Regions from separate parts of the Mus musculus genome. Here region 1 is linked to region 2. A link is a contact called in public promoter capture Hi-C data. All regions are on one chromosome and are shown on one strand. Each heading gives the region's core, a stretch centred on a gene start, on an enhancer-like site or on the middle of the called end of the contact. The rest is flanking DNA. Distances are from core to core; before and after follow the strand shown. Region 1 holds the start of Zfp655 (zinc finger protein 655). Region 2 holds the start of A430033K04Rik (RIKEN cDNA A430033K04 gene).

Region 1 (6,318 bases), core at 1,210-3,709, 6.6 Mb after region 2:
ATGGTATGTATGTATGTATGTATGTATGTATTTTTGTTTTTTAGAGACAGGGTTTCTCTGTATAGCCCTGGCTGTCCTGGAACTCCCTCTGTAGATCAGGCTGGCCTCGAACTCAGAAATCCATCTGCCTCTGCCTCCCAAGTGCTGGGGATTAAAGGCATGCGCCACCACTGCGCGGCTGGGTTCTTCTTTTTTACACTCTTTATCCCTGGCCCCAGTTTCACCCCTTGTCACTCCATAGGCGAGAGAGAAAGATAGGGTGGCCAGAGAGAAGTTAGATTCACGGAACTCTATCTTTCTTCTTGTTTCTTCCTTGGGCACAACTACTAACAAACCACAACCAACCTACCTGAGTGACCAACAACCAACCATGCCTAGTGGGGCCCTAGCATTTATATACCCTATGAAAGTAGCCAGAATTTCAAATGTCTCACAATTGCAGAAACTACCTGCAGCTGGCAAAACTATGCTTTTGCTAGAGCCCAAGGCAAACCACAGTCAGCTGTTGTGACCAGTTTGAAGCAGCCCTATATCCCCACACCTGGGATTAAAATGAAAAGACATTTTTATAATCTCTCTCTCTCTCTCCCACCCCCACCACCCTCCCCCCTCCCCCCTCCCCCTGTATGTTTAAAGAAACCAAAATTCCAGAATTCTTTCTACAGTCTTGGAACTCACTCTGTAGACCAGGCTGTCCTGGAATTCAGAGGTCTCCCTCCTGCCTCCAGGGTGCTGGGATTAAATATGTGCACCACCACTGTCTGAGATACACACAGACATTTTAAAAAACCCTATTATGAGCCCTGAGCCCTGGTTTCTTTCTTCTTTCCTCCTCCTTTCTTTTCTTCTTCTTCTTTTTTTTTTAATTAAAAAAAATTTTGGGGTCTGGTGAGATGGCTCAGTGGTTAAGAGCACTGACTGCCCTTCCAGAGGTCCTGAGTTCAAATCCGAGGAACCACATGGTGGTTTATAGTCATCTGTAATGAGATCTGACACCCTCTTCCGCTGTGTCTGAAGACAGCTACAGTATACTCATATACATAAAATAAATAAATCCTCAAAAAATTTTTTTTTGATCAGGGTGTATGTAGCCCCGGATAGTGTAGAACTCACTATGTAGACTAGTCTGGGAACTCACAGAGATCCACCTGTCAGGTATAGACCACCACATAGGCTACCACACCTGTTGTGGGCAGTTTTTTTTTCCCTTAAGATTTATTTTTATTTTGTGTGTGTATGTGTGTGCATATGTGTGCACTGTGCCAAATGTGTGACAGGAGCCCAAGAGAGACCATCCAACCCTCTGGATTTGGAGTTACACTGGTTGTGAGCCACCGTGGGAACTAGGAACTGAGCTCCGGTCCTTTGCAAGAACAGTTAGGGCTTTTACTTGGTAAGCCATTTCTCCAAGCCAAATAATTTTTTATATGTGTATCCTTTGCCTGCATGCATATATGTTCACCTGGGGTGGTCAGCGTCTCCCATGGTCAGAGGGCATTAGATCCACCTCTAGAACCTAGTGACAGGGTTGTTAGCCACAGTTTGAGTTCTGGGAACTTAGCGAACCTTTGTACTCTGGAAGTGCAACAGTGCTCTTCAACACTGAGCCACGTCTTCAGCCCTTGGGCAGTATTTTAAAATATTTGATTTATGTAGCAGTTGTTCCTAATACTAGATAATTATAAGATTGTAAATTACAAGATTCTGAGCTTCACTAATTTCCAGGGGAACAAAATTATGGGAGTCTTGGCTTTGCATCTACTATTGCAAAAATAGTTGAGATAATCAAGCTTGAGGAGAGATTTTTGTGTCACAGTTTCAAACAGTTCTCAGTTAAACTTGCTCCCTTTGTGTCTACAGTGAAGCTGCACACAGCGAAGAACTCCTGTTGGAAGAAGTTGCTCACCTCATGGTAGGCAAAGAATCAAACATGAAGGAAAGGGTGGGACTCAAAGTAGGGCCTGACAGGAAAATCTTGGTGACCTTGGGCGAATCCTCTTGGGGAAAACGTTTGTCCCTTCCAGGCAGGGCAACACCTAGTATGTCCCTTTCTGTGGGCAATTTGGGGTCAGGCACTTCCTAGGAGAAATAAAGCCGGACCAAACCAGTATTAGACACGAGGGTGGTATTTCATCTTCTGCTTAGGAATCCTCCTGCACGCTCTTGCGGCCCGGGAGGAGTCGGGAGTTCTTTCCCAACCTCTGTCGCCCTCCTGGTGTAAGATGCGCCCTAATCAGCAGGGAGGGCTGTGCGACCTCGAGAAAGCGAAGCACAACAGCAACTAAGGCCTTATCTAGCGATGCTGCGGACCCCACCCACGAGACCGCATCCCGTGTCCGTCAGCTGACAGCTCGACCCGGGACACCCTCACCCCTGCTCTTCATCCGGGAACCTCACCCGGGACCGCCCTCCCGTGGACTTCCGTCGCCGGAAGTGACGTAAGGCGTCAGCCTTCTGGCAGTCGAGAGAGTGGCCCCGGACAGGCTGGTGCAGCTGAGCGAGGAGCGCCTCCGTGACGGGACAGTCTCCAGGCCCGCCTCTCCACCTGGGTGAGTCCCGGGGAACCGTTGTCGCGTCGCCGTGGGAGCGACCGCTTGTTTGGCCCGCGGGGCGGACGCGCAGGAGGCGCCGCGTGCGGGCTGACGGCTGTTCCCGGAGCTGGGGCGCGCGGAAGGCCGGGCTCGCGGCCCTGTTTTCCCCTCTTCCCGGGTTCGTCGCGGAGCCCGGGGAGCCGGGGTGGCCCCGTGGTGCGAACCCAGTGGCCGGGCCCGGGTGGCAGCTCGGTCTTGTGGCCCGCTTCGCCCTCTGGGGACCGAACCTTTGCCCAAGAGAGAGGTAGGCGGAGGGTGGCTCTGGGCGAGGCCTGCGGACGGGCCGGGAGCCTGGCGGAGGGCGGTGGACGGTGGACGGTGGACGGAACCCGGGCTCGTCCTTGGATCTGAAGGACACCAGGCTCCTCGCAGCCCTCCCTCGTGCTGCGCGCAGGTGGCTCGACCAGCCTGCCCTAAGGGTCTGTCTCCTAAGTGAGTTGTATCATTATTCATCGGGGCCCATTGAGTAATGCAGAACGGCCTTACCGCTTACCACATGATTCCTAAGGGGCCTGCTTTTGAGAAAAACAATGAGTAATCTTATCTGGCGTGTTTCACTGGGTCTCAGCTTGAGCCTCTAAATTACTTAGGACGCTCCATGGAAAGGTTTACGCAGTTGTACTGTGTTGAAAAAAATTCTTTTAATGGTAGCTATTTTGTTGTTGTTGTTGTTGTTGTTGTTTTGGTTTGGGTTTTTAAAAGACAGCTTTGAGGCTAACCTTGAACTTCTGAACCTCCTGTCTAAATCTTCCGAGAGCTGGGATTACACGCCCAGCGATACACACACACACACACACACACACACACATATATTTTAAACCACAGATTTGGGATTGTTCAGTAGAGTCTGAGTAATATCGAATTCTTACACCTTCCTGTTTGGGTTTTAAGTTTTGAAACCGAATGGTACTCATGTTTGTTTTTTTGTGAAGGGGGAGGTTGTTATGGATTGAAGGTAGGGCCTTGTGCATACTAGGAAGTACTCTACCCTTAAATTACAGGCATCTCCTGCTTCTGTGTTTTTCTTTTTGTTTATTTTGGTAACTTTTTAGGTTTTAAACCCTTCTTGGGCCCTAATTACCATGCACTTTACTTAATTACATTTAGAGAAACTTAAGTCTGTGGACTGTGACAACTAAAATCTAGTGGGGCTGGGTTTCTAGACAGGGTTTCTTTCTGAGGCACTGGCTGTCTTGGAATGTAGATCAGGTTAGCTCCAAACTCGTGTCTACCTGCTTCTGCCTCACCAGTGCTGGAATTAAAGGCTTGTACTACCACCTTCAGGCTGGTTTTTTTTTTTTTTTTTTAAAGTCTGCTTTTAGCTGAGTGTGGTGGTGCTGGTCTTTAATCCCAACCCTTAGGCAAGTCTCTGTGAGTCTGAGGCCAGCCTGGTCTTCAAAGAGCATCCAGGACAGCCAGGGCTTTGTTGCACAGAGAAACACTAGCTTTAAAAAAATGTCTTTTTAACAAAGTCTATCATATATAGAATAGTTTGCCAAGTCCTGAGAATATGAGATTATGGGACATTTTAACTTACTAAGCAGTTCTTCTCACTCTCACCCTGCAGTGATGGTCATTGTCCCCTGAACAGGGATGGAGGAGGTAACATCCCAAGAAGCCGCAGAGTCACCCAGGGGCCACTTCCAGCCTTTGGAGAACCAGTCTGAATGTCTTTCCCCAGAGCTTCGGTTTCTGCAGGACACGGACATGGAGCAGGGATTCAGTGGGGGTAAGGCAGAGACCACACTTTCTTCAAGGAGAATGGGAATAGTAAGGGGCCCTGGCCTGACATGAGAGAGGCCAGGGTCTTGAATAAGAAGGTGGGCCTTAGTGGAAGAACTGGAAGGGCGTGGCAGGTGTGAGTCCTTGGCTTGGGCCCTGTGGTTAGGGTAGCTAGCCTGTCTGTAATCCGCCCATCACCCTGCTCTGGCCTTGAGAATATGAGCTTCACTGCAGACACCACAACCAGAATGACTTCTAACAAAGGCTGCTTTTGCCATGTCTCACTAGCTTACCTAACGCAGGCCTCGGGGACTCCCTGGGTTCTCTTCAGTCTGCCTCCTCTCCTGGTGATCTAGTGTGATTTGCTACCTGCCATTCTTTTGCAACTTCAGTGTTCGTGAATAATCCAATTTTGGTCAAGAAAGCAACCATTTAATTTCCTGTTTGAACACAGTGTCTCTTTACATGCACAGATGTTACATCATATTAACTATCTATTCACATACATATATTAAATAGGTAAGTGTTTCCTCCCCTTGAAATAGGATCCTGCTAATGTATAGGTAGCCCTGGCTGGCCTAGTACTATGCGGCCCATGATTTGAATGAATCTTGTCTCGGCCCCCCAGCTACATTGGGAATGTAGGCATACAGCATCATACTTAGCTGCTGGTTTTATTATGTAAGAACTATGTCGTAGTTCTTATAGATCAGCACCAGTGCCTGAAGGAACTTGTATGTCAGCAACACAGATGGAGTACCATTATGTGGAGGGTACTGTGTGGGACATTGTTGGAGGGTGTAAAGGATTGTGAGGAAACATGACTGTTTTTGTTTCTACAAGCCGCACACAATAGCTTGCAGAAATAGTGCCCAATAATAACATGAAGGCAGAATGATGTTTATAGTAAATGGTATCTGGAAAAATGTCAGAAGTTTGCTGAAGACCCTGGCCCTATCATCAAATCCTTCAACTTTTTTGTGTTGTTTGGGTCTCTCTGCATAGCCCTGGTTGTCCTGGAATTTGCTAGGCCAGTCTGGCCTTAAAGTCAAAGAGATCCACCTGCTTCCACCTCCTGAGTGCTGGCATTAAAGGCTTACACCACCACACCCAGTCCCCTTCAACTCTTCTTCAGAGCCTTAATGTAGAGCAGGTTGGCATTGGACTGCTATGCCTTGGTGACTGAACTTCTGATCCTTCTATATCCACCTAGGTGCTGAGATTACAGTTGTGTGACACCTTGCCCACTAGATGGTGCTGGGGATCAAACCCAGAGCATCATGCATGCCAAGCAAGCACTCCACCAACTGAGCTATGTCTTCAGGCTTCTTTTTGCTCTTGTTTCTGGTTTTTGAGACCACATTTTTCACTCTGTAACCCAGGCTGGCCAGGAAATGCTGTCTGTCTGTCTGTCTGTTTTGCTTTGCTCATCACAACAGGTATAATGCTTGCCCTTCTATAGAAGGAATGTCATGCCATGAGGATTAAGTGCGATTCCTAGTAAAGTCCATATTACAGTCCTCAGTCTGTGTAAGTAGGAGCAGCTCCCAAGGAGGAGTGGGCATACCTGAGACCTGGTAAATGTTGACTTTACTGGAACACTGACGTGAAGGAGGATGCAACAGACATACCTTGGGCAGGAGAAGTGTTCTGAAAAGGGAGCCCTGTGGAGGGGCTGCTCTCACTCTTGGCTCCTTTCTCCTCCCTCAGCTCCACCTGTTCCCCAGGTGCCTGCTCTTCCCCATGAGGGAAGCCCAGGAGACCAGGCAGCTGCGCTCCTGACAGCCAGGTACCAGGTGAGCTGAGGGACCCTCTGCTTTTCCTCAGGGTTTCTCGTTGCTTGAGTGTGGCCTCTCTTTCACCCCATCTGTTAACCCTTGCCTGGAGTCTTTTCAGTAGCAATTTGGGAACAGATCATTTTCAGAGACCTGGATTTGACAGATAGAATTTTTCCATCTCCACTATCATCTTTGTCCATGAGACTGTGATGGGCACTCATGGGATT
Region 2 (5,606 bases), core at 2,173-4,672:
CCAGAGCCCGCTGAAGTCACCGCATCCGGAGGGACAGGACGCCCGGGCTCGAGCAGTCCCACAGCCCCGGGGATCCAGCGCGAGCGCCCGCGAGGCCTGACTGCAGACCCCGTTCCGCAACAGCGCGCCCAGCTCCCGCGCCATCACCTCCGGACACCACCCGCACACTCACCAAGTCCACTTCTGCGAGACGCTGGTGTCCTCCCACCATCGTCCAGCACCCACAGCGTCACTACGCCAACAAAGCTGCGCAGGAGGCTCCTGGGCAGGAACACCGAGCCCAAGATGGCGGCTCCCAGACAAAGGACCGGTGACAGCCAAAGCCCGCCCCCCGCCCTCCCTCTGTGTGTCTGATTGGACACTTCTCAACTCAGTGCCTCCGATTGGACAGGGCTCCGGGTCCAGCCCCTTGAGTGACAGTAGATGGCGCCAACGCACAGCTGTAGGAGCTCAGAATGACAGGTTCTTGGCTGCAGCTAATTTTAAGACAGAGGGTTTCTTGTGAAACTCAGCATATTCCTTATATTCCTATACCTAAAATCACATAAACGTGTGGCGTGATTTTACACACACACAAAGCTTGCTATGTACAGTGTCTGCCTCCATAATTTATAGCGAATAAGCTAGGTCACATGGTTTGCTCAAAAGAATGAGGATCTGGGTTCTATTTCAGGCTTACCTAGAGCCTTTTTTCTGGTACAGCTGTGACGGTCTGGACTTTCCAAAATGTACTAGAAAAGGATTCAAGGCAAAAATTATATACTGTCTTAAGTGTGTGACCTTTTGTGATGAAAATAATTAAGTTTTTTTTTTCCTTTGAGTGATACTGGTGTATATGGGGTTTTTCTTTTAAATTCTTTTAAATATATTTACATCATTTCTTTCTTTCCTTTCCTCTCTCCAACTCTTACCATGTCTTCTTCCTCCAAACCCTTTCATATCCCCTCCCTCTCTCCATCTCAAATTCATGGTCTTTTCTATATTAACCTGATGAGTTATTTTTACCATTTCCTCTATGTTTATAATTTCGGGGCCGGTCACTTGATTTTGAACAACAAAGGTGCACACCATGACCAAGACAATTCTTATAAAAGAAAGCATTTAACTGGGAGGGGGGATAGGAGGGGCTGCTGACAGTTTCAGAGGTTAGTCTGTTATTATTGTTATCACAGTTGTGGGGAGCATGGTGAAGTACCTGGTGCTGAAGTGGTAGCTGAGAGCTACATCCTGATCCACACGTGGAAAGGAGGAGAAAGAGCCTGGACTTGGTATCTCTTCACAGAAATAAAACAGACTTCTGTTTGAATGACTTAGCAAACTCACAAAGCTCCTTTGTAGTGTAGCATACTTCCTCGAGGACTATACTTTCTACCTCCCCTCTAGGGGCCTGCTTTGCCTTGAGTCTGCTTATAGGTCTAGAGGCAACTATTGGTGAGCCTTGAGTATTGTCATGACATCAGTATTGTCTTGCCTGGTATTTTCTTTAGAGAAAATCACTGCTGGTTTACCGAACAATGAAGGGCGTGTTATCCAACCTTATGTGACTGTAATACAAATTACATAAGCAAACGGTCATGTGCTATTTCAAGTGTTTTAAAAGCAGACTCGGGCAGCAAGAAGGCCCTCCTCCCTGTTCTCCTCCCCAAACTCCCTGTCCTGAGTCAGGCTGACTTGCCAGCTCTGTAACAAGGAGAGCAAAAAAGACAAAACAAAGCAAAACAAAACACAAGCATGCTAGACTATTGAGCACAGTGCATCAATAGCAACCGCTAAAAGATAAACCACTTTCAACAAACATTACTATTGTTCATACTGTGGTAAAAATCCCTGCATTAGGAAGGAGAAGCCAGGAAAAGATTCATGGTGGAAAAGATTATAATCAGGAACCCCAGGTGACTGCCTTGATGGCCCCTGATCAACTCCTGCTGCATGACTGTAAACACTACCAATTTCTCATTTTGTCACTTTGGTGCCTCTGTGTGTGTGTGTGTGTGTGTGTGTGTGTGTGTGTGTACATATATGTGTTTGTGTAAGTGTATGCAGACATGTACATGAAGGTGCCCCGAAGGCCAGAAGAGAGCATACGATCCCTTGGAACTGAAGTTACAGATGGTTTTGAGTCACCTGATATGAGTGCTGGATTTGAACTCTGGTCCTCAGGACAGAACTTTAAACGTTCTTAAGCCATTTCTCCAGCCTGTTAGCTCTCTTAGTCAGGTTCCTCCAGCTGTCCTTACTGAGTATTGTAAACTCTGCTGGTTCTGTCAATCAACGACATGCAATTTATCCTTTTACTTTTTTTCCTTGCTATATACTCAGTAAACACATTTATTCAAAACCCCAGATCATTCCCTGGACTACAGAGAAAAGCAGGTTACGAGGACTTGATACTGCTTACAAGTCACTTGACTAACAAAAGGTGCCGAATAGACACTGATCTCCATCTCCTCTTATTAGATGTTGCTGAGCTTACAAAAATATGTATAGAGCAGTCCCTTCTACTTCCTGAGACCAGGAAAGTCATAGCTCTCAAAAGGATTTTGTAGCTGTTCTGAGTGGAGGCAAGCTAGAATCTAAATACGTTTGAAGATCTTGTCCCAATAGCACATAAAAGTCATCAAGTTTTCACTGGTCAGATTATAAAGATATTTTAGGTGCAATGGGTCATTGCAATCAACATCACGTGTATTCATTTATTTCAAGTCAGGGTTTAGATATGCGTCCCAAGGTGCCATAAAACTCATCCTGTAGCCAAGCTGAACTTGAGATTGCGATTTCCCTGACTCTGTCTTTCAAGTGCTAAGGAGTACATACAGGCACGCGCCACCAAGGTTGACTTTGCCTGCAATTTTTAATCTGAATATAAGAAAACTTTTACAAGTCTCTTTCCATTTTGAAGGCAAAGCTAATGAGAGCAGATTTCAGAAATTTTGAGATGATTTTGAAAACGGACATCTTCCCATTTGTTTATTCGACTAAACACATGTACACATACTTAACTCATAATCACATATGACTTTATGTATAGAATTAAAAGCAAATGTGAGCTGTGGTCCAGAGAGGACTTTAGCAGGCTAAAAGCAACGCGTATGGACCTGAAGGCATAAGGTTTTAACAGAGGCTGAAGTCTTTGTGCATATACGCGACAGGACTCGTGGCTACCCCATAGCTGGAGAAGACCGAGGGTCAGGCCTCCTATAGAAGTCCAAACTTGGAGACGTGACAGGAGCCAGAGTCCCCAACAGCTGCAGCTAAGAACCTGTTAACCTGAGCTCCTTCAGCTGTGAGCTGGAGCCAACTACTGTCTTTCAGAGGACAGAGAACCTGAAGCTCTGTCCAATCAGAGGCCCTAGCCTCAAGACGTGCCCAATCAGACACACAAACGGAGGGTAGGGGCGGGCTTTGGCTGTCAACCAGCCTTTGTCTGGGACCCTCCATATTGGAATCACTGTATGCTGCTAGGGAAGCTGTTGCTCAGCTTCGGTGGCGCGGTGACGCTGTAAGTGCTGGGCGATGGTGAGAAGACGCCAGCGGCTCCCAGAAGTGGACATGGTGAGTGTACGTGTGGCGCCCGGAGGTGACAGTGCGGGAAGCGCTGTGGCAGAGCAGGGTCTGCGGTGAGGCCTCCTGGGCAGCTGATCTGGATCCCCTGGGCTGCGGGGTTGCTGGAGCCTGGGCGTCCTGTCCTTCTACCTGAGGGTTCTGGCGCCTTTTCTGAGCAGCTCTGCTCTGGCTGCCTGTTTGCTCCGGATCATGCGTGGCGAGGACTTGGTGGATCATCAGGGGAGAGTCTCTGAATGTGACGGTCATTCACTAAAGGAACTATGTTTTCTAGAATCCCCAGTCCCTTCGTTCTCTCCGTGGCCCACCTAGCCCGAACTTCACAAATGAATGGGAAACAGGGTCGCAAACCCAGAACCTAAGCCAGCTCCACTGCAGTCTACTACCTGTTCTTCCACATCCTCGCCCACACTCCCAACACGAAAATTTCCCCTTTCACCCATTTTGTATGGTCCTGGGCTTACTACAGGTACTCTGCAGAGCAGCTGCACTTTTGAAAGCCTCCCATTTATTCCAAATGATATATTTTCCTTATGGTAATCTCAAACCAATATTTTTTTCAAAAAAAAAAAGTTTTGTTTTCCTCCAGGTACGAGAAAAATTGATTTTTAAGTGTGTTTGTGTGTGTCTGTGTGTGTCTGTGTGTGTCTGAGTGCACCAAATGAGGGCAGTGCCAGAAAATGGCGTGTGATTGATTCCCCTGAAGTGAAGTTACAGCAGGCTGTGAGTTTCCCCATGTGGATGCTGGGAACCAAGCCCCGGGTCCCCTGGAAGAGCAGCAATTGCTCTTAACTGCTGAGCTGTCTCTCTAGTCCTGAGGATGTTTGTGTGTGAAGAGAGTAAAGTAGAGAAGAAACCCCTGAGTCCTTGTTTTAAAAAGACTGTGTCTTCTGTCCTACCCCCCCCCCCCCACTCTAGGCTAGGACAATTTATGAGAATACCTTTGTCTACTTCCCCCATAGGAACTGTGAGATGTCCTCATCCCCACCTCCATGTCTTTTCCAGGTAGTAGGTTTCTGAAGTGCCTGAACCGAAATGCTTATAATCGTCCCGTCTCGGGTCTCTTGGAGTATTTAGCAATACTGAGTAGACCTGAAATGTGGGGTGAACTGTGGAAGAGTGTGATGGAAGTGCCAAGGCCCTATAAGGCTGCCAAGAGGTCCAGTGCTGCTCGTTGTGTGTGTGTGTGTTTTCTACTACATAGTAATTAATTTCTAATTAACTAGTAATTCTATTTTTATCTGTTATACTGATATGTCTGTGTTGCTCTTAACAATACCATCCTTTGATCCATGTACATCCATCGATAGATGACTTTTGTAGCATTGGAACCCTTGGATATTTTATCACAGTATTTGAATTACAAACTGCATGCTAGTGTCGTGTAATGATAGCTGATCTTACTGATCTTATTCTAGGGCACTGGGTCCTCTCCTCATCTAAGAGGATTTTTGAGGTGTGGGGGTGCAGTCTCTCAGGGGAGCACCCAGATGCCCTGCTGCCAGAAGGAAAGTCCTGGTATACTGTCATCTAAAAGAAACTCTGTTGTTCCATTGTTTTGATAATATTTATTCTGTGCTGAAGCTACAGGAGGTCTGTTGTTTGGAATAACCAGTCCCTGGTGGGATTCAAGTGGCTACTGGGGGAGCATTCAAAGCCTTTTCAGGGTTCACACTGGTCTGTGACCTTTCATTTCTTCATTAATGCTGGGAGTTGAGCACCAACCAAGTGCTTTTGTGCCTGCCTAACACTTAGGGCTGGCTTACAGTTTCACAGGTCCATTATCATCATGGTGGAAAGCATGGAAGCATGCAGGCGGACTTGGTGCTAAAGGAGCTGAAAGTACTACATCTTAATCCATAGGTAGCAGAAAGGGACTACTTCCAACTGGGCAGAGTTTGCGCATAGGAGACCTCAAAGCCCGCCCCCAATAAAGCCTTACCTCCTCCAATAAGGCCAGCCGTCCTAATAGTGCCACTCCCTATGGCCAAGCATTCAAACACGTGCATCTTAATGGGCTAAACCTAACTAAGTTGGGTTTTGCT

Evidence for each region. Promoter capture Hi-C pulls out the DNA fragments that hold promoters and counts their contacts.
Region 1: a promoter capture Hi-C map of cranial neural crest shows a contact between it and region 2. The contact joins the promoter of Zfp655 here to the promoter of A430033K04Rik in region 2. A contact is called at or near these places in 2 of 39 promoter capture datasets (cranial neural crest and second pharyngeal arch cranial neural crest).

The regions. Positions count from the first base shown.
Region 1 is chr5:145,229,283-145,235,600 of GRCm38.p6, forward strand. It overlaps Zfp655 (zinc finger protein 655), which reads left to right and starts at 2,460. Exons shown (of 4, transcript NM_028298.4): 1 at 2,460-2,549; 2 at 4,159-4,320. The coding sequence starts at 4,185. It also overlaps Gm6287.
Region 2 is chr5:138,619,437-138,625,042 of GRCm38.p6, forward strand. It overlaps A430033K04Rik (RIKEN cDNA A430033K04 gene), which reads left to right and starts at 3,423. Exons shown (of 4, transcript NM_183025.2): 1 at 3,423-3,552. The coding sequence starts at 3,514. It overlaps Zfp68 (zinc finger protein 68), which reads right to left and starts at 307. Exons shown (of 6, transcript NM_013844.2): 1 at 173-307.